Regions from separate parts of the Mus musculus genome. Here all the other regions are linked to region 1. Evidence: chromatin contacts called from public HiChIP or PLAC-seq and promoter capture Hi-C data. All regions are on one chromosome and are shown on one strand. The core of a region is the stretch at or near the end of the contact, and the rest is flanking DNA. Distances in the headings are between cores, read along the strand shown. Region 1 holds the start of Txnrd3 (thioredoxin reductase 3). Region 2 overlaps Iqsec1 (IQ motif and Sec7 domain 1). Region 3 overlaps Iqsec1 (IQ motif and Sec7 domain 1). Region 4 holds the start of Kbtbd12 (kelch repeat and BTB (POZ) domain containing 12). Region 5 overlaps Iqsec1 (IQ motif and Sec7 domain 1). Region 6 holds the start of Iqsec1 (IQ motif and Sec7 domain 1). Region 7 holds the start of Sec61a1 (Sec61 alpha 1 subunit (S. cerevisiae)).

What was found. Promoter capture Hi-C pulls out the DNA fragments that hold promoters and counts their contacts. HiChIP or PLAC-seq counts read pairs in DNA pulled down with a chosen protein or histone mark.
Region 2: a contact with region 1 is called in a promoter capture Hi-C map of the HPC-7 cell line, with 4 times the contacts expected there. The contact joins the enhancer-like site here to the promoter of Txnrd3 in region 1. A contact is called at or near these places in 6 of 39 promoter capture datasets (the 3T3-L1 cell line, 3T3-L1-derived adipocytes, the HPC-7 cell line and 3 more), 2 of 484 Hi-C or Micro-C datasets (the G1E-ER4 cell line and embryonic stem cells), 2 of 115 datasets of contacts at active chromatin or transcription factors (astrocytes and stem cell-derived neural progenitor cells) and 1 of 9 other capture datasets (pancreatic islet).
Region 3: a contact with region 1 is called in a promoter capture Hi-C map of pre-B cells, with 2.6 times the contacts expected there. The contact joins the enhancer-like site here to the promoter of Txnrd3 in region 1. A contact is called at or near these places in 11 of 39 promoter capture datasets (the 3T3-L1 cell line, 3T3-L1-derived adipocytes, the C10 cell line and 7 more), 2 of 484 Hi-C or Micro-C datasets (the G1E-ER4 cell line and LSK cells) and 5 of 115 datasets of contacts at active chromatin or transcription factors (embryonic stem cells, epiblast stem cells and stem cell-derived neural progenitor cells).
Region 4: a contact with region 1 is called in a promoter capture Hi-C map of pre-B cells, with 3 times the contacts expected there. The contact joins the promoter of Kbtbd12 here to the promoter of Txnrd3 in region 1. A contact is called at or near these places in 7 of 39 promoter capture datasets (the 3T3-L1 cell line, hippocampal neurons, liver and 2 more).
Region 5: a contact with region 1 is called in a promoter capture Hi-C map of the 3T3-L1 cell line, with 6 times the contacts expected there. The contact joins the enhancer-like site here to the promoter of Txnrd3 in region 1. A contact is called at or near these places in 9 of 39 promoter capture datasets (the 3T3-L1 cell line, the C10 cell line, the SN4741 cell line and 5 more) and 2 of 115 datasets of contacts at active chromatin or transcription factors (large pre-B cells and stem cell-derived neural progenitor cells).
Region 6: a promoter capture Hi-C map of the C10 cell line shows a contact between it and region 1, with 4 times the contacts expected there. The contact joins the promoter of Iqsec1 here to the promoter of Txnrd3 in region 1. A contact is called at or near these places in 2 of 39 promoter capture datasets (the 3T3-L1 cell line and the C10 cell line) and 1 of 115 datasets of contacts at active chromatin or transcription factors (pancreatic cancer cells).
Region 7: an H3K27ac HiChIP or PLAC-seq map of extraembryonic endoderm stem cells shows a contact between it and region 1, with 5 times the contacts expected there. The contact joins the promoter of Sec61a1 here to the promoter of Txnrd3 in region 1. A contact is called at or near these places in 8 of 39 promoter capture datasets (the 3T3-L1 cell line, 3T3-L1-derived adipocytes, the C10 cell line and 4 more), 2 of 484 Hi-C or Micro-C datasets (CD4 T cells and regulatory T cells), 5 of 115 datasets of contacts at active chromatin or transcription factors (astrocytes, extraembryonic endoderm stem cells, pancreatic cancer cells and 2 more) and 2 of 9 other capture datasets (adipose tissue and liver).

What each region holds. Positions count from the first base shown.
Region 1 is chr6:89,642,712-89,646,432 of GRCm38.p6, reverse strand. Txnrd3 (thioredoxin reductase 3) reads right to left here and starts at 2,445. Exons shown (of 16, transcript NM_001178058.1): 1 at 2,031-2,445. The coding sequence starts at 2,300.
Region 2 is chr6:90,711,436-90,715,025 of GRCm38.p6, reverse strand. All of the region lies in intron 1 of Iqsec1 (IQ motif and Sec7 domain 1), which reads left to right. Among named protein-coding and RNA genes, the nearest start is that of Iqsec1, 97 kb to the left of the region's middle. Within about 2 kb of position 1,780, at least 93 of the 459 cell types and tissues checked have an H3K27ac peak or open chromatin away from gene starts, as enhancers often do. A contact at or near this core is called in 3T3-L1-derived adipocytes, the G1E-ER4 cell line, the HPC-7 cell line and 2 more, where this site is marked.
Region 3 is chr6:90,739,104-90,743,051 of GRCm38.p6, reverse strand. All of the region lies in intron 1 of Iqsec1 (IQ motif and Sec7 domain 1), which reads left to right. Among named protein-coding and RNA genes, the nearest start is that of Iqsec1, 69 kb to the left of the region's middle. Within about 2 kb of position 2,136, at least 108 of the 459 cell types and tissues checked have an H3K27ac peak or open chromatin away from gene starts, as enhancers often do. A contact at or near this core is called in the HPC-7 cell line and pre-B cells, where this site is marked.
Region 4 is chr6:88,625,433-88,629,355 of GRCm38.p6, reverse strand. Kbtbd12 (kelch repeat and BTB (POZ) domain containing 12) reads left to right here and starts at 1,927. Exons shown (of 6, transcript NM_001278671.2): 1 at 1,927-1,959.
Region 5 is chr6:90,693,328-90,697,338 of GRCm38.p6, reverse strand. It overlaps Iqsec1 (IQ motif and Sec7 domain 1), which reads left to right. Exons shown (of 14, transcript NM_001134384.1): 2 at 2,489-2,780. Among named protein-coding and RNA genes, the nearest start is that of Slc41a3, 90 kb to the right of the region's middle. Within about 2 kb of position 1,483, at least 40 of the 459 cell types and tissues checked have an H3K27ac peak or open chromatin away from gene starts, as enhancers often do.
Region 6 is chr6:90,808,728-90,812,446 of GRCm38.p6, reverse strand. Iqsec1 (IQ motif and Sec7 domain 1) reads left to right here and starts at 2,324. Exons shown (of 14, transcript NM_001134384.1): 1 at 2,324-2,679. The coding sequence starts at 2,657.
Region 7 is chr6:88,516,267-88,520,057 of GRCm38.p6, reverse strand. Sec61a1 (Sec61 alpha 1 subunit (S. cerevisiae)) reads left to right here and starts at 1,258. Exons shown (of 12, transcript NM_016906.4): 1 at 1,258-1,372; 2 at 1,620-1,687. The coding sequence starts at 1,366.

The DNA.
Region 1 (3,721 bases), core at 1,196-3,695:
CAGCTGTCAGCAAGGCTGGAAAGCAAGAACAGGGACACACTCACCACCAGAGGCCAAATCAGTATACTTGAAAACGCCCTGCCGCTGGGATGACTCCATGAATCAATGAAAGACGCCCATCGCTTCTGGGCTTTTGGCAAAGATCACATATGGCTCAAAAGCAATTAGGTAAGTTGGCCAGGGTGTGCTCCCAGATGTGTCCAAAGAAAGGTATCTACCCATATTGCTTTTAAGATCAAAATATTAAGCCAGTTGTAGTGGCTCATGCTATAATCCCCACACTTGGGAGACCGAGGCAGGAGGATTACCCCAAGTTCATTGTTAGCCTAGGGAACATCACAGCAGTGAGAGGTAATGAGACAGAGCCACAGGTCCTAACATGCACGAGTCCCCAAGCCAAACTGCAGAGGAAACAGCTGTAAAACATGTGAGTCGACTCACATAAGGCCCATGCAGGCCAAAAGAACAGAGCTCTGTTAGTGAAGAGCAGCATCAGGTACCTCTCCCAGGTGAATAAGGAATGTGGCTAACCCTGGGGGGAGGGAGGAAGCAGCCTGTAGTCTCCACGCTGCCATCCACATTTTATTAGTTTTTAAAATGAATGCATATTTTTAATGTATGTGTGACTGTGTCTGTGTGTATCTTTGCATGCAGGTGCACTTGCAGCTACAGAGGCCAGAGGTCAACCTCAGCTATCATTCTCGAAAGATTTGTCTGTCTACCTTCTTTCCAGTAACTCCTCTTACTGGCCTGACGCTTACAGGCTGTGTAGCCTGGACTTACACTGTCTTACACTGAGGTAAAGTGCACTCCACTATGCCATCTGTTTTAATACGAGTTCTGGGGATGGAACGTTGGTCCTGGAGCTGGCACCATTTCATCCCGTTTCTTGTGGTAGCACTCTTAATAGGAGCCCAGGCTGGCCTTGAATACATGATCCTTCTGCCCAAGCATCTATTTTTTTTTTCATTTAAATTGTGCTAGAAATGGAAGCCAGGGCCTTGCTCCCACTAAGTTACACACCTGGCCTTTATTGTTTCAACTTTCTCATAATGTTAAGTAAACATCAAGATATTGAACAGCCCCATCTTGCATCTTCCTTCCAAAGATTTCAATAAGAATATTTTTATCTCATAATATGAAAACAATGTCGAATGCCCACCCAGCCCCAAATTACAGAGTGTGCAACAGAGCTTAAACTAGCCACGACTTCCATGGTTCTTAAAACCTCCTCTACCTTCATCTTACAAGCTCCCTGCTAGTTCTGAAACCTGGTCAAGGAGCCAAACATGCTAGTTAACAAATGGGATCTAGATCCAGCTTCAGCTAGCCACGCAATCCTATTTTAATAAGACAACAATTTTAAATATTTTTTGGTTGTTCTTTTTTTTTTTTTTTTAACTAAAGCCCATTATCAGGCTGGAAAGCAAATGTTTCCCTAGATGGCAACCTCCCGGGACCCCGTAGTGAGTCAGAGAAGGTAGGCAATGAAACCTGGGAAAGTGCTACAAAAGCCCTACTCCGTCCACCTTCAGGCCCCGCCCACCTCCCATATGTCAGCGCAGGACCGCCCGCCCACTAAGTTCCACCCAAACCCTCCCTTACCCCCCACCCCCCATACACTAGGTCCCACCCACAGAGTTCCACTCAGACCCTCCCTATTAGCCCCTCCCACCAGGACCCCCTTCCACGGTTCCAATCCGCCCAATGAGCCCCGCCCAGACCCTATTCCGGTTACGCCCATCAAGCACCCTCCACAGACCTCCGCTTCGCCCCACCCACCAACCTTGCTCAGACCCCGCCCACCAGGCGCTAACTACTGAGCCCGGGGTTCGCCCGGCTCACTGCTCAGACCTCTGATCAGTCCCCAGATCCGGCTCACAAACTTACCCAGCCTCTTTATCGACGCTCCTCCCCGCCCGGCCCACCCTGTCCTGGCTTCACCTTCACTTCCCTCCTCCCACCGGGATTGCTTAGACCCTGCCCATCAGGCCACGCCCCAGAGCTCTGCTACGGCCGGCCCCGCCTACCCGCGTGCTGTGTGGACAGTAACTCTTGCTGAAGATCATCACCCTGTTGCCCTCGATGAGGTCCCGCAGGCGGCGCCGCAGCTCCTCGCGGGCCTCAGAAGACGGGCGGCTGGTCCCAGGGGAGGCCAGGCGGGCGCGGCGGCCGGGTGGCGACGACATGAGGCCGCCACGGACAGCACCCAGGCGGCGGTTGGGGAGGACTCCAACCTTCCCCAGCCCGGGCGAGGTCTGCGCCCGAGGAGGCGGCGGCGGGGACGGTGGCTTCTCCAGGGCTTTGTTGTCGCTCCGGGCCGAGCCGGGCCTGCTGAGGAACCGGGACGCGGGCGGCCGCCTAGGGGACGACGCCGGCAAAGCCGCTGAGAACTTGAGAACGCTACGCACTGGCCGCGGGCGCACCGGACAGCTACGGGGCCACGCCCCCGACCGCGCGACCCACGGAGAGGGCCCGCCTACCGACCGGCCACGCCCCCGGGAAAACTTTGCCCCACCTCCAGGCCTCCACAGGGCTAAGCTACGCCCCCTTAGCTCAGCCTGGTGAGCCTGCAAACTACTCTGTCTACCACCCAGTGGCACAGTGGCAGTCACTTGCCATTTTCAAAGGTGCGGAATCAAGCTTGTATGCTCTGCTCTTCTTGTAATTACTGTTTTCATTATCGTTTTACCACAGTTTTTGACACCCAGAGGCCTCTCTACAGTTCCTTCCGCTCCTGATTCTCCACCAATCTCAAAATAGGTGCTTTTCAGGAAGGGTAGATGTCTCCACTTTATTTCAGAAAATGTGACAAAAACCTTGTCTAGGAAATACTGATTCTTTTTTAATTTGCACTACTGAAGCTGAATAAAAATTACTATTGCAATTCAGTTTCAATATGAGGTTCCTAGGTTACTACCTCCCCAACCCCTCAACCCACACACACCCTCAGCAATTCACTGTGACAGTGTACTGCTTAGTTTTTGTCAACTTGGAGCATACTAGAGTCACCTGGAAAGAGACTCAACTGAGGAAATGCTTCCTTCAGATTGGCCTGTAGGCAAGCCTGTGGAATATTTTCTGATTAATGATAAATGTGGTGGCATCAGGCCCACTGGGGAGGGGGTGCCACCCTTGGGCAGGTGGTCCTAGGTGGTAAGAGAGCATGCTGAGTGAGCTATCGAGAGCAAGCCCACGAGCAGCAGTCAGCTTCTGCTCCTTCTTGGGTTTTCTGACTTCCCCCAATAATGGAGTGTGACTTGGGACTTTTCCCAAATAAACCCTTTCTTCCTCTAAGTTGTTTTTGGTTAGTGTTGTTATCACAGCAACAGGAAATAACTAGGGCACAATGGATTCTCAAGCCATCCCCAACACAGGAACCATTTGGAAAGAAGGTCAAATAAGAACAGGCGGTATGCAAACATTTTATCAACTGAGCCCTCTCCCTGGGCTCACGTTTTAAAGTTATTGCTGTAAGCAGCCCTTCTGAAGTTCAGCTTCCTGTAAATGAGCAGAGGCACGGACTCTAATTAGTGGCCACTGTTAGTCAGTTAGCTGGACTATCCTTAGCACCTGTGGTCTGGAACGCCCACTCCACAGAGGCCTTGAGGAAAACTGCATGGCCAGTGTATCTGGTGCCTGTCTGAAGGGCAGGCTCAACCAGGGCTGCTTCAAACATTTGAGCCAGACTTGTTATCACCAACCCTTGAACCCTAGAAGA
Region 2 (3,590 bases), core at 531-3,030, 1.1 Mb before region 1:
CTGTCCTGTGGTACGAACACCCTCATATTGCAAGAGAGCAAAGAGTTTGTACTTTCAGTCTCATTAGTGCTAAGGTTCTGAGGTTTATTGAGTGCCTGGTAGACCAGAGAGGGGCCCAGCAGTGAACGTAGCTGTGTTTTTAGTTTCCATGCAGCCAGGGTGACCATGGTCACAGCATGACCATGAGAAACGGGTCAGCAGCTTCTGACTACACCTCTTTTCCCCTGGAGCTGAAGGGGGCAAGGGTTGGGGGTTTTTTGTTTGTTTGTTTTTGTTTTTTTTTTGTTTTCTTTCTTCTTTCTCTCCATTAGAACTTCCAAGTGTTGCCACTTTAGCTAACATGGTCATGGATGCCTCCATTGTATTTCTGTTCCTCTTCCAGCTGCAGGGATTCCTGCCTAGACCCTGGCTCTGGGTTGCCGCTTGACAGCTGCTCTGTAGCTACAGTGGTGCCAGGTGTCCTGGAGACCAAGGAGCCCTACTCAGGTGCAGCCCATCACCACAGAGCAAATGGGCACCACCACCACCACCCCTCCCACCTTCCCATCCCCCTAGCCACACACACACACACACACACACACACACACACACACACACACACACACACACCACCACCACCACCCCTCCCACCTTCCCATCCCCCTAGCCACACACACACACACACACACACACACACACACACACACACACACACACACACACACACACACAATGTGGTTTCTAAGGAAGCCTGAAAAGGGCTGGAGAGACTAGAGGATGCTGCAGAGGCTGAGCTATGTGCTCCTTTGAATACAGCCTTCTTGGGACTTTATTGAATCTTGCCTAAAGTCCTTTCACTTGCTCCCTAAACTCAGATAGGAGTCAGCATGCTCCAGAGACTTAACCCAGTCTCTGTCACCACAGAGCCACTACTCTACATGCAAAGGCACCTTGAATAGCATGGGCTACCTGATGCTTCAGTGTTTTTCCACATCACAGCAACAACCAACACAGAATTGTTTACCTTTTCTTTTCTAAAAGAACACGAGCAAAAACAGAGATCCCAGTGGCCATAGCTGGACCACAGCAGCCTAAGAAGCTCAGGCCCAGATGTTGGGATGGAGGCTAGGCCTCTGGAGGCCCCTGCCAGGACTTCAGGTTTTTGTTCAAGGAAGTCGGACTATGAACTAGTTGTGCTAATATTTACACAGCTTTGGCTTAAAACACAGACAAGACTGACAGCTGCATGGTTGAATAGCCTGATGACTGGGCAGATGGGTGTTTGTGGAGGGGATTGGACAGGCCCTCGGGTTGTGTGTGTGTGTGTGTGTGTGTGTGTATGTATACATGCACATGTATAAAGCCACATTTACCTGACTATATTCTGCAGATGTGGAATCATGGATTGCTAGAGTATCAGGAATTCAGAGCAGCTCAGAACATCAGGAAGATGGCTCCAGGAGACAAATTCTTTCAAATCACAGCTCACTTTTGAGTTAATTCAAGTTACTTCAACCCTCTGGGCCTCAGTTTCCCCTTTAATGATAGGGTATGACAGTAGTGCCTGGCAGGGGCTTTGTGGGTATGGGTGGCCTTCCATGGCTGGCCAGCCCTGGAGCCTCCAGTCTGCTGTCCAGTTTGTCCAAGTCAGCACTGTGCACTTCCCAGCTGCCAGTGACCCGCTGTGTTTTCTTCCTTCCTCTTTTGTAAATTTCCTTTGAATGATGATGACGTGTGAAATATCCGCCCAGTAAGCACAGAGGCAAGGCAACCACCAAGCTCTAGTGGGCTGGGACTATGCCATGGCTGGAGGCCTGGGAGAGGTGTGTTTGTCTGGGGAAAGGAGGCTCAAGGCTGTTGAGTGAGATTTACCCTGAGTCCTCAAAAGCAGATCCTAATGACTTTAAAGGCCATTAAGGCTCTTCAAGAATTAATTGCTGTGGCCTTAGAGGATCTGGCTGATCCACTGCGGGAGCTGCTGCAGAGAGAAAATTGATGGCAATTATGGGGAAAATATGGCATGGTGCCAGCTGGGCCAGTCCCAACTCTGGCTTTGATAGCGGTACCTTTATTGAGTGATCCACAGCACCTGGCCCTGTTATCAGATTGACCACTGCATCCAGGAATACAGGTGTGAACAGGGATGGCATGCTCTCCCAACCTGGAAGAGGTTGACCCAAGATGGACTTAGCCACAGGCTTGCCTGTTTGTGTTCTTTCATTCCCATGACATTAACTGAGGAACCATGGTTACTCAGTATGTCACTTTAGCCCTTTTGGTTGAGCAGTATTGGGTATGTTGCCTCCCCTCCCTGAGCCTTGATTGTCCCACCCATGAAATGAGACTACAACTGTGAGTGGGGGTGGGGTGGGGTGAGCCGCTCCGCCCACAGAAGCCCAGTGAGTGGTTTCGACAGTCACTGTCCAGCTTTTCCCTTCCACAGCAAGACTGCTGGATTAAAATGGTCCCTACCATCTTCTCTTCTTCTAAGTTGAAGGCTGGTTTGGGGACCCTGCATGGGAACACTCTCTGAGGCCACTTGCTTAGAGTTTGTCTGTGCCATTTGAACGTGGCCACAGCTTCTCTGCTCATCATGGAAGTGGCTTCCTTCACATTTTATAATCTTGGTGCAAGGTCTCTCGACACAGTGACAGCTCAGTTTGAACTGAAGGCACTCTGTAGAGCTTTCATGGGCCTCTGCGGACAAAGCCTCACTGGATTTCCTTTTCCTTTCTGTTCAAAGGTCAGCCCAGTAATAGCCACATAGCTGTGCATAGCAGCAGTGGTGGTGATGGTGGTGTGTGTGTGTGTGTGTGTGTGTGTGTGTGTTGTTTTCAATTAGGAGTACAGGCTTCTATCCCTTATTTCAGATATAAGGAGGAAGCCATACAGAATCGCCAGCCAGGGAGGGCTGAGCTGGGATTTGCACCCTGACTGCCTGGCTTCAGGGCCTGTGTGCTCCACAGCCAGAATCTATTTCCTCTGGGGTAACTCATGTCTGGCAAAATGGCACTAGTGTAAATAGATCTGGTATCGCCTGGTTTCTAGATTTCCAAAATCTTCCCAAGTGCCCCAGCCTGTACTCTGGTCAGTGACAGTGTGTCGGGCTCTCCTGGAGTCTCTTTCCCCCCACAGACCACAAGAATCACTTCTCTGGAGTCTACTAGGGGTATGTGGGTAGCACTTTGTTCTTTAAAAAACAAAAACAAAACTTTAATCTTGTATGCAGCCCCAGCTCTAGCTATGTATGGTCGGGGATGCCAGGGACAAAAGCTGACTATCCCGATTGACTGAGGGACCGATGCCGGCTTCCACATGGCGAGGAAAGCCGTGGCTTCTGACATGAAAGGACAGATGGCTGTGGGCGGTGAACTTAATCCCCGGGAGGGGAGGAGGATGGTTAATAAACTGGAATATTTGGAAGAGGCCCCAGCTGGGAGCAGCCTCTCGTGCACACAAACAGAAAGGGTTTCCCCAAATTGCCTGCTGCCCAGGCTGGGTTGGATTCTGTCCGCAACCTGAATCCATTCTTCCAGGGACCCTCTTTAAAAGAAGTACCTGGTACTTCTGTTTCTCTTTTGACTGGAAGCTGGGTGGTGTGGGCACTCAGA
Region 3 (3,948 bases), core at 887-3,386, 1.1 Mb before region 1:
TGCATGCCAGAAGAGGGCATCAGATCCCAGTATAGAGGGTTGTAAACCACCATGTGGTTGCTGAGCATTGAACCCTGGTCCTCTGGAAAAACAGCCAATGGTCTTAACCACTGAACCATTTCTCTAGCCCTTCTCACTTTTTTGATGGCCTTTTTTGTTATGCAAAAGTTTCTCATTGTGATTTACTGATTTTTATTTTATCCTTTGCATTTTTGTGCTGTGGAAGAAATAATGGCCTAACTCTCATCAGTCCTGTGATTTACCTAAGAGTTTTGGAGCTGTCTGTCTTCCATTCAGATCTTTGATTGTTTTGAGCCAAACACAGGCAGTAGGAGGTCAGTGTTCAAAGTGTCCTATTGCATAGAGACAGCCAGTTGTCACGGGGAAGAAGCAAAGGCCAAGGAATTACCTCAGCACCTTGTCAAAAGCCACACCTCACTTTACAGTGCTCAGTTTTGTTCTCACAGTACTAGGAGTTGAACAGACTGGAAGATGCTAGGCAAGCACACTGCCACTGAACCCCCTTTTTATTTGGAGACAAGGACTCACTGAAGTGCTCAGGCTTACCCAGTAGCCCAGGCAGTCCTTGACCTTGAGACCTTCCTTGAGTTTGGAAGGCTGGGGGTATATCTCAGAGCAAAATGCTTGCCTAGCATGTAAGAGGCCCTGAGTCTAGCTCAGAACCCTCCGTCATAGTCTTGTTACCCTTGGTCTGAACACATGCCTATCACAGGACCCTCCAGTGTGTCGGGGCTAAACATTGGAAGTGATGCTTCAAGTGGGGCTTCACAGACCACATTCTTACATTTGAAAATCCCATGGCAGAGAGCTAGCTGGAAGGTAGAGGTTCAGACTAGGGAAGGGAAGTGTCCCACACCATGGTATGCACTGTGCTCCAAATTAACAGAGAGGCCAAAGAGTGATTTAAAAAAAAAGAACCTAGTTAGGAAAGCCCCTGACCTGCTACTGTCCTCTGTGGGTGTATGTGGGGACACCATCTAGGAGCTCTGTGAGGACAGCGTGTAGGTACCAAGTAACAGAAAGTCCTGCGTGCTGCAAGCACATGGCCATGTCTGCCCCCTTGCCCTCCATCCAGGTGCTGCTTCTCGCCCTACCTCAGCAGCGCCTCCTCTCCCCAGCATAGCAGCCCCTTGGCCTGACTCCTGCTGCAGCCGCAAGCCCTGCACCCTTGCCCCAACTTCACTGCTGCCCTCTCTAAGGCTAGGTTTGCAGGGTTTGTGCAGGATGAATAGGGTGCTTTCCTAGCCCCAGAGCCCTTTATCATATGTGCAGACCCTCAGCTAGTCAGTGTGGCTGCCTAGCTCCTGTTATTGGTAGCTATCATCTGCAGACCTTCTGCCCAAATCTGTGTCCTAGAAGTACTGGGCACAGTAGGGGCCCAGAAAATGATGTGTAGAGGAGATGATACCTTTGGAAATGGATCTAATGGGTTTGGACACAGCTAACAAACATTTAGGAAGTTGTGTGCATGTTCCAGAAGCTAACAGTATGTCACCATTGTGCAGTCTCTGCCTTTATTGGTGAAGTTGTATGTGTGGTTGTATGTTTATAGGTTATTTGCATTTTTGTTCTCTGAGCTACTTATGTGAACTGGACTTGAAAACTTTTTGAATCGTAGTTTCTATTGTTGATCTGAAGACTTCTTTGCATATGGAATAAAGCAGAAGACTACAAAGGTCAAACACATGGTGGCATGGCATAGCAGTGTGTGCTCAAAGCCATTAAGTTTAGCCTGACTGTCGAAAAGCTGCTGGAGATGGGGCTGGGTGAGGAACCTCTTTATCTCAAGAGCACAGGGAGCTATAGAGGAGTTCTGAGCAGGAGTGGGATAGGATAGAGTCGATTTTTGAAAATTGCTCTACATACGGGACAATACTGGCTAGAAGAAGGAGCTAAAAGGGTAGACTGGGGCTGGAAAGTACAGGCCATGACTGGTTGCAGAGTGCCTTGTTTTAACTACAGGAAGAAGGCACAGACATGCTTGCTGATGATGGAAAGGTGAGAGGGAGGGGGCGGGAGATGAGGGATGGGATGGCTTCTGCTACACACACTTCCTGTGCTGCTAGCATCTGCACTGTTGTGAGTTACACTATTTTGTTTCTTGCGGTTTTTCTCTCATCCGTTCCCCTACTTCCTCTGTACATAGAAGGAGCAGAGCAAGAGAGGATCCAGGCTAGGTCATTCTCTGGGTGAGTAGGTTTGATTGCCCAACATGAGGCTCTGCCCCAATCATCTCAGACCCACATGGTATCTACAGATTGGTCATCTGTCCCATGCCACAGGACTGACCTCCAACCCAGACAGATGACAGAGCTGTTGCCAGGGTAACCCCAGACAGGAAACATGAAATAAGTATTTCCAGGCAGGATATGGACATGGGAAAAACAGATAGGAGTGTCCCTGAGGGAGCTGGGGGGATCTCAAAAATCACTTGGGTCCCTTGACCCTTAGCTCTGCTGTTCTCATCTCCTCAGGGGCTCTTTCAACACCCAGTTAGCTCCTCTGCTGAGAAGGTTCTGACTGGCAATGTGAGGTGGGCATTTGTCTTATGCTTCCTGCTCACTTGGTAGAGGAAACTATAGGGTTCAGAAGGGGCACCCTCCATACTGAGGTCACAGGCAGTCATCCTAAGCCTGTGTCACAGCAGGCCTAGGCACCGTACCTCCCAACATCAGAAATTGCTATTTTCCTTGTAAATTTTTACATTGATTTTATGTGTATCAGTGTTTGCTTACATGTATATATGTGCACTGTGTGTATGCCTGGCACTCATGGATCTTCTTGGACTGGAGTTAGGACGGTTGTGAGCCCCTATGTGGGTGCTATGAATTGACCCCATATCCTCTTCAAGAGCACTGAGTTGTCTTTCCAGCCCCAGAATTTTATCATTTGCAAACAGATTAAAAACAAACAAACAAACAAACAAACAAACAGCAGGAATATATCCAAGTCAGGTGTAGTAGTGCATGCCTTTAATCCCAGTACTTGGGAGGCATAGGCAGGCAGATCTCTGAGTTTGAGAACAGCCAGGGCTACACAGAGGATAACAAGCAAAACAAAACAGTAATGCAGATATATAGTGAGATATATACTTATACATATATGTGTGTACATACATATATACATACACACACACACACAGGTGTAAGTAGAATGTTTCAGTGGAAGGCCAGTCTTCCTCTTTTCTGTTCCCAGCTCTCCTTGCCCTTTCCAGGGTGTTTCTGTGCCTTCCCTGGCTCATCCTTGTCAGAGGTAGTATATTCAGGGACCAGCAGATCTTCGGTGCCCGCCCCCCTTACCTCCAAAGGTACAAATACTTAATATTAGCACACAGGCCAGCCCTCCAGTACTGTAACCACTATCTTGTTTTGGCTTATAGTTGTAGAGATTTCAGTCCGTGGTTGCTTGGCACCATGGAAGCACAGCCCATCATGGCAAGCTCAGGAGGCAGAAGCAGTTACTAGTCAAGGCCTGAGAAAGAAGAAACAAAGAGTAGAGAGGTTCAGCCACCTTCCAATACTGCCACCCTAGAGGCCAAAGCTTTTTCACACAGACCTTGGGGGTGCAAGGGATATTTAAGATTCCAACAAACCCATCATGAACTGAAAATGTTTGGTGAAAAATTAATTCAATATATCTGCTGACTGACTCCCCAGCTGGGCAGCACCCGTTGTATAGAGCAGGCTGGTGTCCCGTCCCCAGATCCCCGTGGGACACCTGTTCACTGCCTCATCCCAACATCTTGGAAGATGGTCAGACTGCATCTCACTAGCTCAGGGAAAGATCAGAACTCAAGTCTGGAGTGTGTTCACCCACATATCACTGAGTGCATGACACCATTGTAAAGTGAGGGAAACGTAAGTGGAAACATAGCTTGGGGACTGAATGTACTTGCCTTTGTGAGACACAAAGACAAGCAAAGGATAA
Region 4 (3,923 bases), core at 678-3,177, 1.0 Mb after region 1:
TATTTGGGAAAGAAGAAAAATGAGGCATTACTTTCTAATGACTGTCATGATTTTAAAATATAGAAATGGAAGTGGTGATGGCAGTTGTATTAGTCAGCTTCCAGTTACTATAACGAAATATCTGAGATGATTAACTTATAAAGAAAAGAAAGATTTTCTTTCAAGCAGGAACGGTTCCAAACTGAGCCCATTGTTTTGGACCTCTAGTAGGCAAACTGAAGTAGGAGAGGAAGAGAACCAACTGAGCTCCTGTTGACTCTATCAGAGGCATGCCCTCCAGTAATCTAAGGACTTATCAGGTCTCCCGCCCTAAGGGTCAAACACCTCCAAATAGCATCATTCTGGAACTCACCGGTTCAACATGCAAACTTCTGGGGGAAAATCAACATCCAAACTATAGTAAGTTATAGTTTATATATTGATATATAAATATATTTAGTGATGCTAGATTGAACACTTAAAATGACTAGGTGGTAAAATCTATGTTAAACATATTTTACCACAAAGATTTTTTTAAAAGGAAAAATATGAGTGTGCACCAGAATGATCCAACCTGAGAAAGACTTATTTCTATGACCCCCAAAGCTTTGGGGGAGGGAGTAACGGAGTATTATTGTACAGTGTCTCATGTGCCCCAAGCTAGCCTTGAACTCCCAGTGAAGCCGACAGCCCCTTAAATTCCTGATTCCCCTGCCTTTACTTCTTGGGTGCTGGAATTACAAGTATGTCCAACCACTTCTAGCTTGATCTTGACTTTAAGAGAAAGGAATCACACACAAAAGAATCAGAACGGTTTCTAGAAACTGAAACAACCAGGTGACAGATTCTCTCCTAGAAATACACATCCACTGACAGCTTCACTTTAACCTATCGAGATCCTCACCCTTCCTAATGCTGTGACCCTTTAATACAGACTCTCATGTTGTGGTGATATTTCCAAGGGTCTTAGGTGACCCCTGTGAAAGGGTCATTTGACCCCTCCTCCCAAGAGCTTGTAACCCTCACACAAATGTGTATTACTACACTAAAGCCATTCTGGCTCGTTTTAAGCTAGCTGACTTAATACTGAGTCTTTAATCACAAAATAGATGATGCTCTATGACATTCTGAGGGGTACTAGCTCCCCATCACTGAGAGCACCCTGAGAACAGAATTAATCTTTTCTCAGGATTCGGGGACACTTTCCACTTACAGGAAATCCCCCCTCCCACATCAGAAGCTGAGTGCTGAAATTCAGTTGCCAGCTGTAATAAATAAAAATACAGAATTCTATGTTCTGTATTGAAACCAAAACCTGTTTTTGGTTTCAAAACAATGAGTTGCTTCTAAATGTGGACTGGCCATGCGATCTCTGAAACATATTATACGAAAAAAAGAAAAGAAATACCACTTGTATGTCTGAATTGTATATTTAACTGGATTCCTGTGTTTTCTTCAGCAACCCTACCATAGGCCGTACTCAATAAGATCACACAGAAGCCTCGGGTGAGCTTTGCAACGTTTAAAGATTAAATGAAAGACGTGTCCCCTTAAAAGATCCGATTTCCAAATTCTCTTTTCAAAGGTGTCTTTTTGGGCTCTTGACTGACAGAACACCGTTGTCCCTAGCGCGCGGTGTGGCGCGGGAAGACCCCGCGCAGGCGCACTTGCCGGTGAGGGACCTCTGGGGTCTGTGTGGAACAGGCGCGGGAAGACCCCGCGCAGGCGCACACTGCAGCGCGTGTCCCGGCCGCTTCCCGCGCGGAGGCCGAGCACCTGTTACCTCTGGGTGGCCGCCAGCGCCCTCCTCGTCCTCGCTGGGACGCCGCCTGTCCCTTGCACCCCCCTCGCTTGGTCTATTTATAGTGCTTGTCAGCCCAGGCCCATTTCGGGTAGTGTAGTCAGTCAGGCCTGCCCCGCCGCGCCCTCCCGACCCCGCGTGTGCCTAGTCACGGCGCCATGGCGGCGGAGCAGCAGCGAGTAAGTAGGGGCCTAGAGAGGGGACGCCCCCTCGGTCGGCCGGCCGGTGTGGGGTCAGCGGCCGCTCCGGTCTCCCTGCGGCATAATCCATTTGCTAGACCTCCAGGATAATTCCCTTCCCTAAATGACCCGGCTGATTATTTTGCGACCCCGCTAGACTATAAATGCCATCGAGGTAAGGGCTCTCCTGCCTTCCCGGAGCCCATAATAAAGCAGGGTTCGGTTCGTTTAAATTCAATCAGCGCTGAATGTATCCCTGGGCGACTCTCTTAACTTTAAAGCCAGGAATATAATTGCCTTGCATTTTCCCCACATGATTCTTAAGAGGAACTAATGAGCTATAATGCATATTAAAGCACTCGGAAAAAGTATAAGGAACTGGGTGAATGCAAAACATTGCGAGCACACCAAAGGAAAAAGAAGAGAAAGCTTATTTGTCTTTATCATCTCTGTGACTCATTATTGCAAGCCTTATGTACATCTGAGGGTGACTTGTTCGTATTAAACAAATCAGGGAAACGACATCAGCGGGGAAAGTTGAGTGTAATTAGGGTGGTATGCATGTTCAGCCATTTCCTACCGCGCTGGCAAAAGTAGGACTGGGGAAATCTGGTGATGGCAGAAACAACATACAGTAAGAGTGTTAGGTTATAAACCAGGGGTCACAAACTTAAATGGCTGTAAAATCACCCTCAAGAAGAGAAATAGGGAAGGCACCATAAATAATGGCTGACACTTAGGGCTTAGCACGGGTGGGCAGATGTGCCAACTGAGAAGCTGCAGCTGGCTTTTAGGTCACTTGGAAATAAGCCATTGTTGCCATTTTTTTTTTCTATAAATGCGGGAATGTTTCAAGTTTGCTTCAGCTGGCCCTTCCCCAGGAATGAGGCCTCTATCTCAGAGAGCAAATAATGACTGTGAATTAACTTTGAGGGTGGAGGTCAAAAGTAGATGTCATAATGCCACAAATAAAGGGAAGAAAGTCTCCTGGAAGGATTTATAGTTGGACAAGAGGATAATAACTTAAAGCATGGTTTAAGCAAAATCAGAATCTCCAAAGCTAACATATACATGTAAAAACACAAAGAGAGAAGGGCAGATATAGTGACACATGCCTTTAATCCTAGCACACAGGAGACAGAGGCAGGCAAGATTGCTGTGAATCAGAGGCCAGCTAAGGCTACCTAGAAAGACCCTGCCTCAGAAATATTTATTCAGATATAGGAGGGTAAGGTTATTAGGAATGATGTAGAACTAAACAAAGCATTAGTTTGATCAAACAACCATACCAAGAAACTCTTTTTTTTTTAATTTACTCACTTTACATTCCCCTCCCTGTCACCCCTCCCACAATATTTCCCCCCTCCCTCCTCCTTTTATCCACTGAGCAGGTGGGGGCCCTCCTGGGTATCACACACACACACACACACACACACACACACACACACACACACATATCAAGTTTGTGAGGCTAGGCGCATCCTCTCCCACTGGGACCAGACAAGACAACCCAGCTAGAAGAACGTAACTGAGATACAGCAACCACTTTTGGGATAGCTTGGGGATAGACTCTCCCCTCCCCCAACGCTCCTGCTCTTGTCAGATCTCTGAGGCTAAGCAGGATGGGGCCTGGACTGGAGACCAAGCAACTCTTCCATACCAGGTATCAACACAGACACGGAATAGAGAAGTGAATAAAACATGAAGTCCTTTACTTCAGAAAATGTTATCTGCGCTGAATTCTGAAGAACTGGACCGGGGAAGGAGGGTATTCCTAACACAGAGTATTACGTGTACGCATTAGAATTGTTAGCCCTTTGACACTATAAAAAACAATGAGGAGCCAGGTGTGGTGACACACGCCTTTAATCCCAGCACTTGGGAGACAGAGGCAGGCAGATTTCTGAGTTCAAGGCCAGCCTGGTCTACAGAATGAGTTCCAGGACAGCCAGGGCTGTACAGAG
Region 5 (4,011 bases), core at 234-2,733, 1.1 Mb before region 1:
GGAGGCAAAGCCAGCTGGCAGATAAGTTTCTGACTCAACTCCTTTGCCCCAAGCTAAGACCTACTGAGTAGGCTGGCACTCCCAGGCTTTCAAGGCAGCCTAGACCCTGCTCTCTCCCCATCCACAGGAACAAAATGTCTTACCCTTCAAGCTGTTCAAGAACCAGACAAAAGACTGAATCTCTCTGGTCACTGCTCCTCCACCCTGGGCTTGAGGGTCAAGGACAGCATCATGAGCCAGGCCTAGCCATGCCTCTCTGACCTATCCCCCTGTGGCTCTGGTGTAGCCTGATGACCACCAAGGGCTTTAGGCTCTTCTCCAGGAATGGTGGTGACTGCCTGTCTACTTCTGGTTCAGTGCTCAACTGGTTCGAAACCCCGTACAAAAGACACAGGCTTTATTTCTTCCAGTTCAGAACACACAGGTCTAGCCCCTGACCAGAACATGCATTGATTTTAGGGGCACACATCCCTGTGTATGCTGACCTACCTGAGTGAAGTGGGGCCCAGCTTTGGTGTCAGAGAGACAGGGCGGGCTTTCCCAGTGGAAGCTGCTGTTCTGTACCCTTTGATGGCCCAATTTCTAATGGGACTTACTCTCTCCTCATGACAGTTGGTTGAAATTCTGAGCATTTAATGAAAAATGCTAGCCCAGGCTTCAGTAAACTGTAAGGGAATTTTCAGATTAACATTCTCTGCCCACCCCGACTCTCCCCTACACACACATAGATCCCAGTGGCTCAGTGGAAGCCAGAGAGCCTAAAGGGTGGTGTTTCTTAGACTAAGCTGCTAATACTACTCAAAGAAAACCTATAGGCAGAGCCAGGTAAAGCATGTCTCCCAACTCCTGATCCAGGTCTTCCTCAAAGAATGGCTGTCATACTTTATCCACAGGGGCATGTTAGGAGGTTCAACTGCCTGTCCCTGAAGGCAGAGGCAGTTGCTGGCTCAGAAGCCCAGTTTCTTAGCTATGGACCAGAAAGCAGGTGCTGAGATTTGCTGCTGTCCCTGGTGCAGAGTGCTTTGGTCCTCCCTGCTTCAGGCTCCTTCCCACAGGCCCCACCCTGGGATGGACCCTCTGGAGTACAAACAACAGGATTCTAGCAGAACTGGGCAGGGGCAGCCTTTCTGCCAGGCTGCTTAGTGCAGAGACATTCCTTATTTGTCTGAAAAGCAGACATTGGGAAGGACTGAAGCCTGGGTGGGGCCCTTCTCTTTTCTCTCTGTGCCCATTCTAGAGACCCTCCACCCTGCCCCAGGGACTACAGGGCTTTTAGAGTCCTGCCAGCACCCGGGTGTCTGGTCTCACAGGGCCAGGAAGCTTGGCAAAGGATGAGGGCTTGTGTTAGAAACTCTTCAAATCAGTGTCTCCTTTTTCTCCCCATCCCACACTGAAAAGCAACTGCAGAGAAAAAACAGTATCTGTGCAGAATAGAATGTTCCAGGCCCAGAGCTAGGATGAGTCAGCAGCCAGTCCCTCTGTCCCCATTAGTTGGCCTTGCTCCTGCTTGGCATGAAGATGCTCTGTGGGACTATAGGCAGTGAGGTGAAGGGACACCATTTTCTACCAGTGGTACCTGGGACAGTGTTTATGGGGAATCTCAGTTTCATCACCTGTACAGGGAGTCACAATTCCTCTTTTAGGGAGTTTTAAAACTTAAAATATTTTTATTACATCATGTTTGCTTCCAAGCTTGCCATGACAAATGCCAGAGGTGGACTTCACTCGCAGGCCTTCATTATCTGCAGGCTCTCGAGGCTGCCAGTCTGCAATGGAGGTGTGGCCTGACTGTCTTCTGAGCCTTTCTCCTTAGTGTGCCACCTTCTCCTCATGACCTCACTGTCTTCCCCTGTACATGCTATATCCTGCATTCACCTTCTTAGGATACCAGTTCAGTCCACCCTAATGTCTTTCATTTCTATGACACTATCTCCAGGGTGCTAGAGAGATGTTTCAGCTGTGAAGAGCATTCACTCTTGCAGAGGACCTGGGTTCAGTTCCCAGCACACACATGGTAGGGTTCTGGGAGATAAGCAGGCACAGACAAATACATTCATGCAGACAAAACACTTATAAAGAAAAAATAATTTTAAAAGATCCTATGTTTAAATGTAGTTATGGGAATATGGGTGTACAAAACCAGTCCTACATTTAATTCAAGTGGCAGGAGAGGTGATGTTCTTGTTTATTCAAAACATACTGAGCACATAGCACTGGCCAGGCTCTGTTCTAAGTGCTGAGGGCCATTAGCACAGTGGATCAAAACCTCTTGCCTTTGGAGGGCTGATATTTTTGGTTGGGAAGCCAGCGCCTACAGTACAGTATACCAGATGTTAGAACAGGCAATTTGTTCAGAAGCTCCAGGAAGATGGAGAACAAAGGGCTCTGTGGAGCCCTGGCTACCTGGGGTTGGGGGCGCTCTTCCTCACCTGCTCCCCAGGTTCTGCGTTCCTATTCAGCATGTGCCCCTTCTTTCTCTCCTCTGCAGTGTTGAGGGCGAGGCCCCCAGCAGCGAGACTGGCACATCGCTGGACAGCCCCTCAGCCTACCATCAGGGTCCCCTGGTACCTGGTTCCAGCCTGAGTCCAGACCACTACGAGCACACATCAGTGGGCGCCTATGGGCTGTACGCAGGGCCAGGACCACAACAGCGCACACGGAGGCCCCGGCTGCAGCACTCGACCTCAGTCCTGCGCAAGCAGGCTGAGGAGGAGGCCATCAAGCGCTCTCGGTCACTCTCTGAGAGCTATGAGCTCTCTTCAGATCTGCAAGACAAGCAGGTAGGTGGCAGGGGTCCCTGCCCACTATCCATGGTCTCCCAAATGGCATGAGGCTTCAGCTGCCTGATGTTCTTGGTGATGGGTTCCAGATACCAGCTGGTGTGCACATCTGAGGAAGAGGGGATCCCTGCCTCCACTTCGTTCAGAGCCTTTCCCAGCCCAACTCTGCTGAAATGTGGGAAGGGATTTACACTGATGGTCAGGGGCACTGACATCCTTTCTGGGGACTTATATAGAGCCCTCTTCAAATTTTGCCTTTGTAGGTCTCAATATCCCTCACTGCAGGATATGGGGCCTGTGTTGGGTAACTGAGTGTCATGGCCCAGTAGGACCTCCACGAAGTGGAGGCAGGTTGCCAAGGTAGCCATGGAGGTTCTTAGGGTCCAAGAAAGGCCTGAGGAAGGGGGGCTACTTGTTATATTCCCCTGTGGCTATGGTGCCACAGTATCTCTGCTTTAGAAGATGTCTGCATTGAATGCTGCAGCTCTTCCTCAGGCCTCAGACCCAAGGATCAGGTGGCCTAACCCACTTTTGGGATTGTTGTGAGCAGAGCAAATCTTCATGGTGCAGGTACCCAGTAGTGAATTGGCTGCTGTTTGATTGTGTCTCTGAGCAATGCCAGGTTTCAGGAGATCCCTGAACTGCAGGAATGTGTAGGAACAAACAGAACACCTGGTCAGTATTCCATAGCCCTGAGCCTTGTTCTTTTGAGCAGGTTCCATGCCTCCCATGCAGTCCCATGGGCTAACACCGGGACCCCTTCCCACCACCCACAGGTGCTGTGCTCTCCCTCCTTCCCATGTTTGCTGGCCACTTTGTTCCATTTGTTCTCCAAGGGCCTCTATTCTTGAAGTCACAGAGGTCTAAGCTTATGCAGCCCCATCTTCCTCAGTGCACGATGCCCTCAGGTGGATCTTCTCTCTTGGCAGACATCCCTCGATCTTGATCTCTCATACCTGTGGTGATACCCCTGTTCCCCTCTGCTCACATGCTTTATCCTCCTCCCAGGCCAGCTACCTTCATAGTTGAGATTCACAAGGAGACTGGCTGGTAGCAGATATTCCCTGACAGCTGTGGCCCTAGATTACTTTGCTAGGCCTCCGTTGAGTGTCTCAGCTCTGCCTAGATTCAGAATGGTCCCTGAAGAGTTTGTTATAGAAGTCCTCCACACAGGACCATGAAATAGAATTGGACAGGATTGAGATGGCATCCAGACTGTAGCAATGCCACA
Region 6 (3,719 bases), core at 1,075-3,574, 1.2 Mb before region 1:
CAGGTAAAAGGGTACAGACCCTAGAGCTCCACAGTTAGTCCTGTGTCCGCCTAAAAGGGGGATGGGCTGCTGTCCCCGTGAAGAATGCCCAGTGCTGAGATGCATGGCTGCCTGCCTGGAAAGACTGAGACTGGCATATCTCCTTGTCATGTGCCAGCAGCCTTCTCTCCCTCTTCCCAAATGTTGTTATGCTCCTGCCTAGGGGACAGATGGCCACAGGTTGGAAGACAGAGACACTCTGCCTGAATATCCCTATCAGCCTGCAGGTTGGAATTTTCCAGTCTATGAGGCAAAGTCCTAGATAGGAAATTTCTGGAACCAGCCCTGGAGGCGTTTGCTTCTCCTAGACTGTAGGGATGAGATGGGGACATGGGTCCAGAAACTGGCTATGAAATGCTCTATGTCAGCCTCAGCCTGAACATGTAGATTGTTGGGTGGTCCTGTCTTACAATTCTACCCAGGGGCAGGCAGTCATGCAAGGCTGACTACCACTCACTCACACCTCAGGCATCTGGTCACAGTTGAAGTGGACAGGTGCAGTCTGCCACACCATTTCTGTGACTCTGAAACCTTGTGTGTTCACATCTTCAAAGTTGAACCAAGCAGTCTGACTCTCACTTGGTGATAGCATGCTCCTGTACTTTCTGTTGCTTCCTGAAACTCAGGAACTTCTGGGGTCTCAAGTTAAGAGACCAGCTGGAATGTCAACATTATGGAGTTTCCTTTATCTGACTGGTGCCAGGCAAAGAACATCAGGTGTGAGAACAACTGTGTGCTGCACTCAATGCTTTGTCAAAGCCTGAAAGCTTTGGCAGCTGTTTTTGAGTGTGGAGGTCTTTATCACTCACTCTTCTTTAAAATACAGCAGGATCAAGATGTGTGTGCCTCTCTGGAAGAGCAGCCAGAAAAGAGACAGGCATACAATGGATGTCATGGGTCCAAAAGGAGGACAAGAAGCAGCCCAGGATGGGGCCTTTAGAGCAGAGTGCACACAGGGTGGACAGTTCTCAATCACAGCTTCAGTTTACTCGTCTGTGATATGAGAGTGGGAAAAGCAGCTCCTCTTTAAGAAGTTTGAAAGCACAAGCACACAGGTGGGGGTGTTAGTACCCACACCCCCCCAGGGTGCCTTTATGAGCAGCTGTGGTTAATGACACACATTTCTGGAAGGACCTCTTCTGATGCTGTGGTGGTATCCTGATCTTGATAAAATACAGAGCAACTCAATCAAGGAGAGAGAGTGGACCAGTTTACCATGTGCTAAGCCTACATAAATCTGAATTATTCCTATGACAGCATTCTTCTGGGGAGGGGGGCTCTCATGGAAAGACTGGCCATTCCTAGAGCCCCCTGTATTTTGGCTACCCAGCTGCTTCAGCAGTTTCTACGCTGCATACAAGGACACTTCGCCAGATGAATGAGTTCCTCCTCATCTGGCCTCTGTCCCTCTTTGCTGTGTAACCTTCCATAAGTTTTTCATTGCCTCTGAGATCCATTTTCTCTGTAATAAAAGAACAGAACTCAAGAGTGAAGCCTCCCTCTTCCCCCAACTTCAGTGGGTCTGAGAAGCTAAAAGAATGGAACAAAGAAAATAGCCTGGCAACTGCCACCCTCATCCAGAGGGTTCACACTCTCACTACCTTCCCTGGAGGCAGCTTTGCAAGTGAAGACTCAGGCCAAAGTGCTGGCTGGGCCACCCTGTGTCTGTTAGTCCTAAATGAATGAGGACCCCCTCCACCTACCCCACCCCCCCACCCTCGTGCCTCCTCAGGATTTGATGTGTGCATAACAAGCTATGTCAGTTACTGTATGTGGTCAGCCCTCCTGAACCAGTTACACAACTGTCATGATCCCATTTTACAGTATCACATCTGAAATTCCCAGGAGACACTCTGCTTGCTGAAGTCTCATGGCCCCTAACTCCAGGACACAAGATCTCCTGAGTTCTTAGTTTAGTGGCTCCTATGTTTCCATGCCAGGGACGGGAAAGCTGCCCTGGAAAGCAATGCCATCATTACATTCTTCGGGCTGCGAGTGCATTTTAGCAACAGATTTCCAGGTTTCCAGTGAGGGCCAGAAGGAGCCACCTCATTGGTCTCAGCGCCAGGGCTCTTGGTTTTGCAGCCGCACCCACAGGGCGGCCCTGTTTGATGCTGCAGTTGCCATGGCAACGAGCACTTTGGCGATTGGTCCAGCGAGGCCGCACTACGTTGCTCCTGGAAGGAGGGGGCGCTCCTGCACTCCTGTCCCTCCTCCGGATGCTGCGAGAGCAAACCGGCACAGACACCCCCCTCCTCCAGCCCTCCCCTCCTCATCCCAGCGCACTGCCACCCCGGATGTGCGGGAGGGAAAATTCCCAAGGAAGTCCCAGGTAGCAGCGAGGCAGACGCCCCCGCCCAACCTGGCGACCATGGTGACTCGACGTCTTCCCAGGCTTCTGGGCACAGTGTAAACCCTGCGTAGGAGGACCTGTTTGGAGCCCCCTGCCACATTACATCCAGCATATCTAGATGAACCTGCCAGTCCTGGGAAAGTGACTGCCCTTGGCTTTCATTTTCTTCCTTTCCACCTCGCTTGAGCATCCTGTTCCTCCTCTGAACCACCTTGAGCCTCCTCAGCCCAGGCAGGAGAGAGAAGGAAATCAGACTTGGGCAGGATGGCTTGCCGAAGACGCTATTTGTGAGTATGCAAGACAAGTTTATCCTAAAGCCTGAGGCAGAAAGGACCACTACTCATGTTGAAGTGAGGGGCTTGGTGGAGGTGGGGTGGCTGCTCTGCAGGTGGCGTCCAGGGGGAGCAAGCTTTCGTCCAATGTTTGTACCCCTGCGGCAAAGGCAGTGTTGTTGATGATGAGGGGGAAAAGAATCTTAGTCAGCAAGTCTTCCTTGAGCTGTGAAAGTCCCCTACTGAAGCAGGCACCCTCCTCCTAATCCACATCCACAAATGAGGGTCCCAGACTCATGGCCGTGGTCTAGGCTTTTGTCAGTGCCCTTGACAGACCTATTTAGGGAAAGCTTTGATACTCAGCAAGCCCATGGCTTGCACCCAAGCCAGGTGGAAGGCCAGCAGCAGGCTGAGATAGTGGCAGGAGATGGCCTTCTCCATAGACAGGTGAAGGTGGCAGCAGTGTCCAGCTGTCAAGCACAGGTGTAATGTGCCGGTACTGAGCACCCGTCTGCTGGGCCTGATGCCAGCAGCGGAGGTGGTGAAAGTCGGGCTTAGGGTGGTGACATCACGGGACTGGGTATTTATGGAAGCAAAGCTGTGCTTAGTGAAGCCAGGCTTCCCAGGGGGCAGTGGGATTCAAATGCCAGCTTCCTTCTAGGCTCTCTGGGGGCTCTGCTGGTGCTGTTCTGGGAAGAGAAACCTTTGCCCTATGTGGGCACTCTAGGCCCTGGGGACTGAATGAGACTTGGGTCTGGTCTCAGTCTGCCCTAGTACTACCTGCTCAGTGCTTGGAAGCTGATAGAGACAGTTTGGTAATCTTGGACCTTTCAAGGTTTAAAAGCAAGGCATGACGTTCTTGAATTGGGATCAGCCACCAGGACTAGGAGAGGAGGCTTGCAACAGTTTTTAGGAGGTCATCTGGGAAATTCAAACTCTCTTCAGACTGGCTTTGAACTCCAAGAGGCCCCCAAGCCCCATCAAGGGCCCTCTGAGCCCTCCTTAGGCCTTGCCTCCTCCCCTCCTGAGAGGGGCGGATCCCATGCTAATGAGCC
Region 7 (3,791 bases), core at 9-2,508, 1.1 Mb after region 1:
ATACTTACGTGAGCACAGAAACAATAAAAATAAATCTCAAAGAAATACTTAATCAAAACTTCATTTAGATTTTATTGTCTCTTTAGGCATCTGTCTCTAATATTTAATAATTAAATCTTTAAAATGTGTACATGCAAAAACACTGCACCTCTGTTTCAAAAACCTCACATTGTGGCCTGCTGTGGTGGCACATGCACGGCTAGTCCCAGCACTCAGAGCAGTCAGGTGGGATCTCTGTGAATCTGAAGCCAGCCTAGTCTACATAGTGGTATCGAGGGCTACCTAGAGACCTAGCTTAAAGAATCGAAAACAAAAACCTCACATTGTGCTAAGTATATTGACTTAGTGCTTTCCCCTAAACCCATCTATATTTGTGTACGCACATGCAACTTAATGCCAAATTAAATATAAATGTCCTATCAATGACATGGGGCTGGCTGTCTAGAATGTTTCTAAGGACGTGGCCACAGCAAACCTCTCCGTTGAAGTCAGGACTTGGCTGCATGAAACTCAGCACTCAGGGTGCACAGCAAGAAGTCGATTTCAGACAGCACACAGCACTGAGATCAGAGATCCCACTAAAGAGTAAGTTTCATGTTGCCCCACCTTGCCCAGTCCCCTTCGCACACCCTTTCCTCCAGCCCAGATGTATTCTTTTCCCTGAAGATATGGGGCTGCAAGGCTTGGCTCGGTTTCTTCATCTCTCCTAACTCTCCAGTTCCAAAGGCCTTCTTGGAATGCGCTGCGCCAAAGCCCACCCAGAGCCGCCAGACCCGGCCTTTGCCGAACGTCCTCAAATGCATGAGCTCAGACATCCTTGGAGGCAGCCTACAGCACCCAGGAGGGTATTGTAGGGTAGGGTAAGCCATGCAGGGTAGGATTCAGCACACTGCTGCTCTGTCGTGCGTGACGAGCAGCAGCTGAGGCCTACTGGGTCGCGACATGCTATCACTGGTACTGAGGGCCACCGACACGGAAAGCCGAATCGCCTGCTTCGTAGGGCCAACACCACCACGAAGCGTCCACTAGTAACAAGGGCTGATTTGGCCCTCACTTCCGGGAGAGTCTGCGCAGCTGCACACGCCCAGTTCCGGTGTGGCCCGACAGTCGTCTTCCCGACAGCCTCTCTGCTCCTGCTGCATGCCGGGAGTTGTGGTCTTGGCGCAGGCGGCGCGGCGGGCGCGCGTGGCAGGAAGCGGAAGCGGCCGGTGGCCCATCCCCGGCCCCGCCTCGCCGCGCCGCTCGCCGCCGGGCTATCACTGACGTGTCTCTCGGTCGAGGAAGCGCGCTCCGGAGCTAGCAGCGCCTCCTCACTCGAAGTGGAGCGCAGTCGGGGCCGGGCGTGTAGTCGGATCAGCCGCCGCCATGGCGAGTGAGTTTCCTGGGGGCCACCCCGGCGCAGCCAGGATGCGTCGCCTTTCCCCGTTTGGGCGCTCGCCCGCCGTGCTTCCCGATCCTGGCGGAACGCGGCCTGCCTGGGGGACTCGTTCCCGCGCCCCTAGACCGAGCCTTCTGGGTCCCCGCACGCCCACGCCCGGCTCTCATCGTGCCGGGCTCCCTCAGGTGCCCTCAAGTTACTCCGTACCTAACTCCTTCTCTTTCTGTTTCTTCCATCAAAGTCAAATTTCTGGAAGTCATCAAGCCATTCTGTGTCATCTTGCCGGAAATTCAGAAGCCAGAGAGAAAGGTAAGTCCCCAGATGGTGGTCAAAGAAGACTTGCAAAATTGGGCGCTGGGAGTTTACAGTACAATTAAAAATGGCCTCAGCACACCGAGTGAAAACTGCCCCTCTGGAGTGTAGCTGTGTGTGCTGGGATACTCACGGGAGCCGTTGAAAGGTGACCCGGTTGTGTGGGAATTCTCCCAACACCTTGTCTCGTTAGGAGCATCTTTAGTGGATAGTGGTTAACAAAGCCTCAGGTTTGCCTAGTCCGAAAGTGGGTCTGAGCAGTGATTGATTAAGACCTCAGTTAGGATCCCAGATTGAGTTACCCTCCGTTCTTCACCTCCAGCAGGAGCAGATGATGGGGTGTTTGTTTCGTGTGGGAGGTGACTTCGGTATCTGGTTTCCAAAGGAAAAATCGAGTCGTGTAATCGATATGAACGTGTTTGTGGTTTTTATTTGAATGTATGCTGCCCCAGCATCGAGTTTACATGCACTAGTGAAGTCTGCTGCCATTGACAGCAGGTGCTCTAAAACAAGGAAGGAGAGAACTGTAGCACCTTAATGCTTAATGTGAATCTTAATCAGAATTTCTGTGGCAGGCAGCTTCGGCCCAAGAATAAATGTTCCTAGTGTGAGAGTGCCCGGTGAAGGAAAGTCCAGGCCCATGGGCTCAGAAAACAGTAAATCTACTTTGTGTTCCTGGTTTGGTTTTTGGTGTTTTTTTTGGTTTTGGTTTTGGGGTTTTTTTTGTTTTGTTTTGTTTTTTTTGGTATTTTGGGTTTTTTTTTTTTTTTCAGACTGTCATATATTCACATCTGGCATTTGTAGTTGGCATTCACATGGATACTTTGTGCTTCTAATTTAGTTTTTACTTTCCATAGTTCTATGCAAATGCCTTGCAGTACCCTTGCTGCCTTTGCCAGGATGATGTTCAGAACTTTATCTGTTCCACCTCAGTGCAGAGATTCTGGCTCGAGGGCCAAGAAACCCAAGTCCCACGCTTTACATTCTTTCTTCATAGACCTGTGACCTTGGCCTGGCAGAACAAGGGAGATGGGAAATATATAATATAGTGCCTGTGGATGGTAGGTAGGTTGTAAATGTAAAGGTTCCGGTGAGTCAGGTGGGCAGATAAGTGGCCTTGGCAGTAGGGGAGGGGCCTGGAGTGTGACTTGGGAGCCGTGCAGGAAAGGGGGCAAATCATGGTACTGAATGAGTGTGAGTTTGCAGCTGCTTCAGAGGCAGATGATTTAGGACTTAGATGAAAAGCTTTGGATGTTTTGCTTTTAAATTGACCAGGAGACGAGGCTTGCTCATTTAAAGTAGTCTTGAAAAATGTGTATCCTTTTTGTTTTCTAACAGTTTCATTACCTGGGCTGGGAAAGTGGCTAGCGGCAGGCATGAGGCCCTGTGTCTGGTGTCCATCATCAGCACAGTAGATAGTCCGTGTACACATTCACTCCACTGCTTGCCTCTGATTCCTGTGGAATGGTGTTGCTTCCCCCTCGTTAGGTGCTGAGTTCTTGTGTGATAAGATGGCACGTTGGAAAGGCTGTGTTCTTGAGAGAAAGAGGAGGAATGTGAGCTCCCCAGCTGCCTCTGCAGGGTCTGAACTTCAAATTCACACCACCCATGGGGTCCAATTCTGTGTCTTTCCAGGAGTGACTAGACCCAGAGGACTTCAGGTTCTGACCTGACAGTTTGCACGAGCCAGTGCTTGTTGGAGCCCACCCGCCTGCTTCCCCGTCTGTCCTTCCTTCCTTCTTTCCTTCCTTCCTTGGTTTCTTTCTTTCTCTCTCTCTCTCTCTCTCTCTCTCTCTCTTTCTTTCTTTCTTTCTTCCTTTCTTGGTTTCTTTCTCTTTCTTTCTTTCTTTCTTTCTTTCTTTCTTTCTTTCTTTCTTTTTTTTTCTTTTTGGCTTTACATTCACTTAACATCGTAGGTCTTTAGCTGTCTGTCAGACCTGTCTCAGCCTGTGTGGTGTTGGGTCAGGCACTCCTAAGGTGCTCTCCCTACCTAGTGACAGAGCTCTCTTGCACAGGAGGAGCCCAGAGGTTTCTGATCAGGCTAGAGAGTAAAGTGATTTGTGTTGACTGTTTAACTTGCTCGGTTTGTTACCTTTCTGAT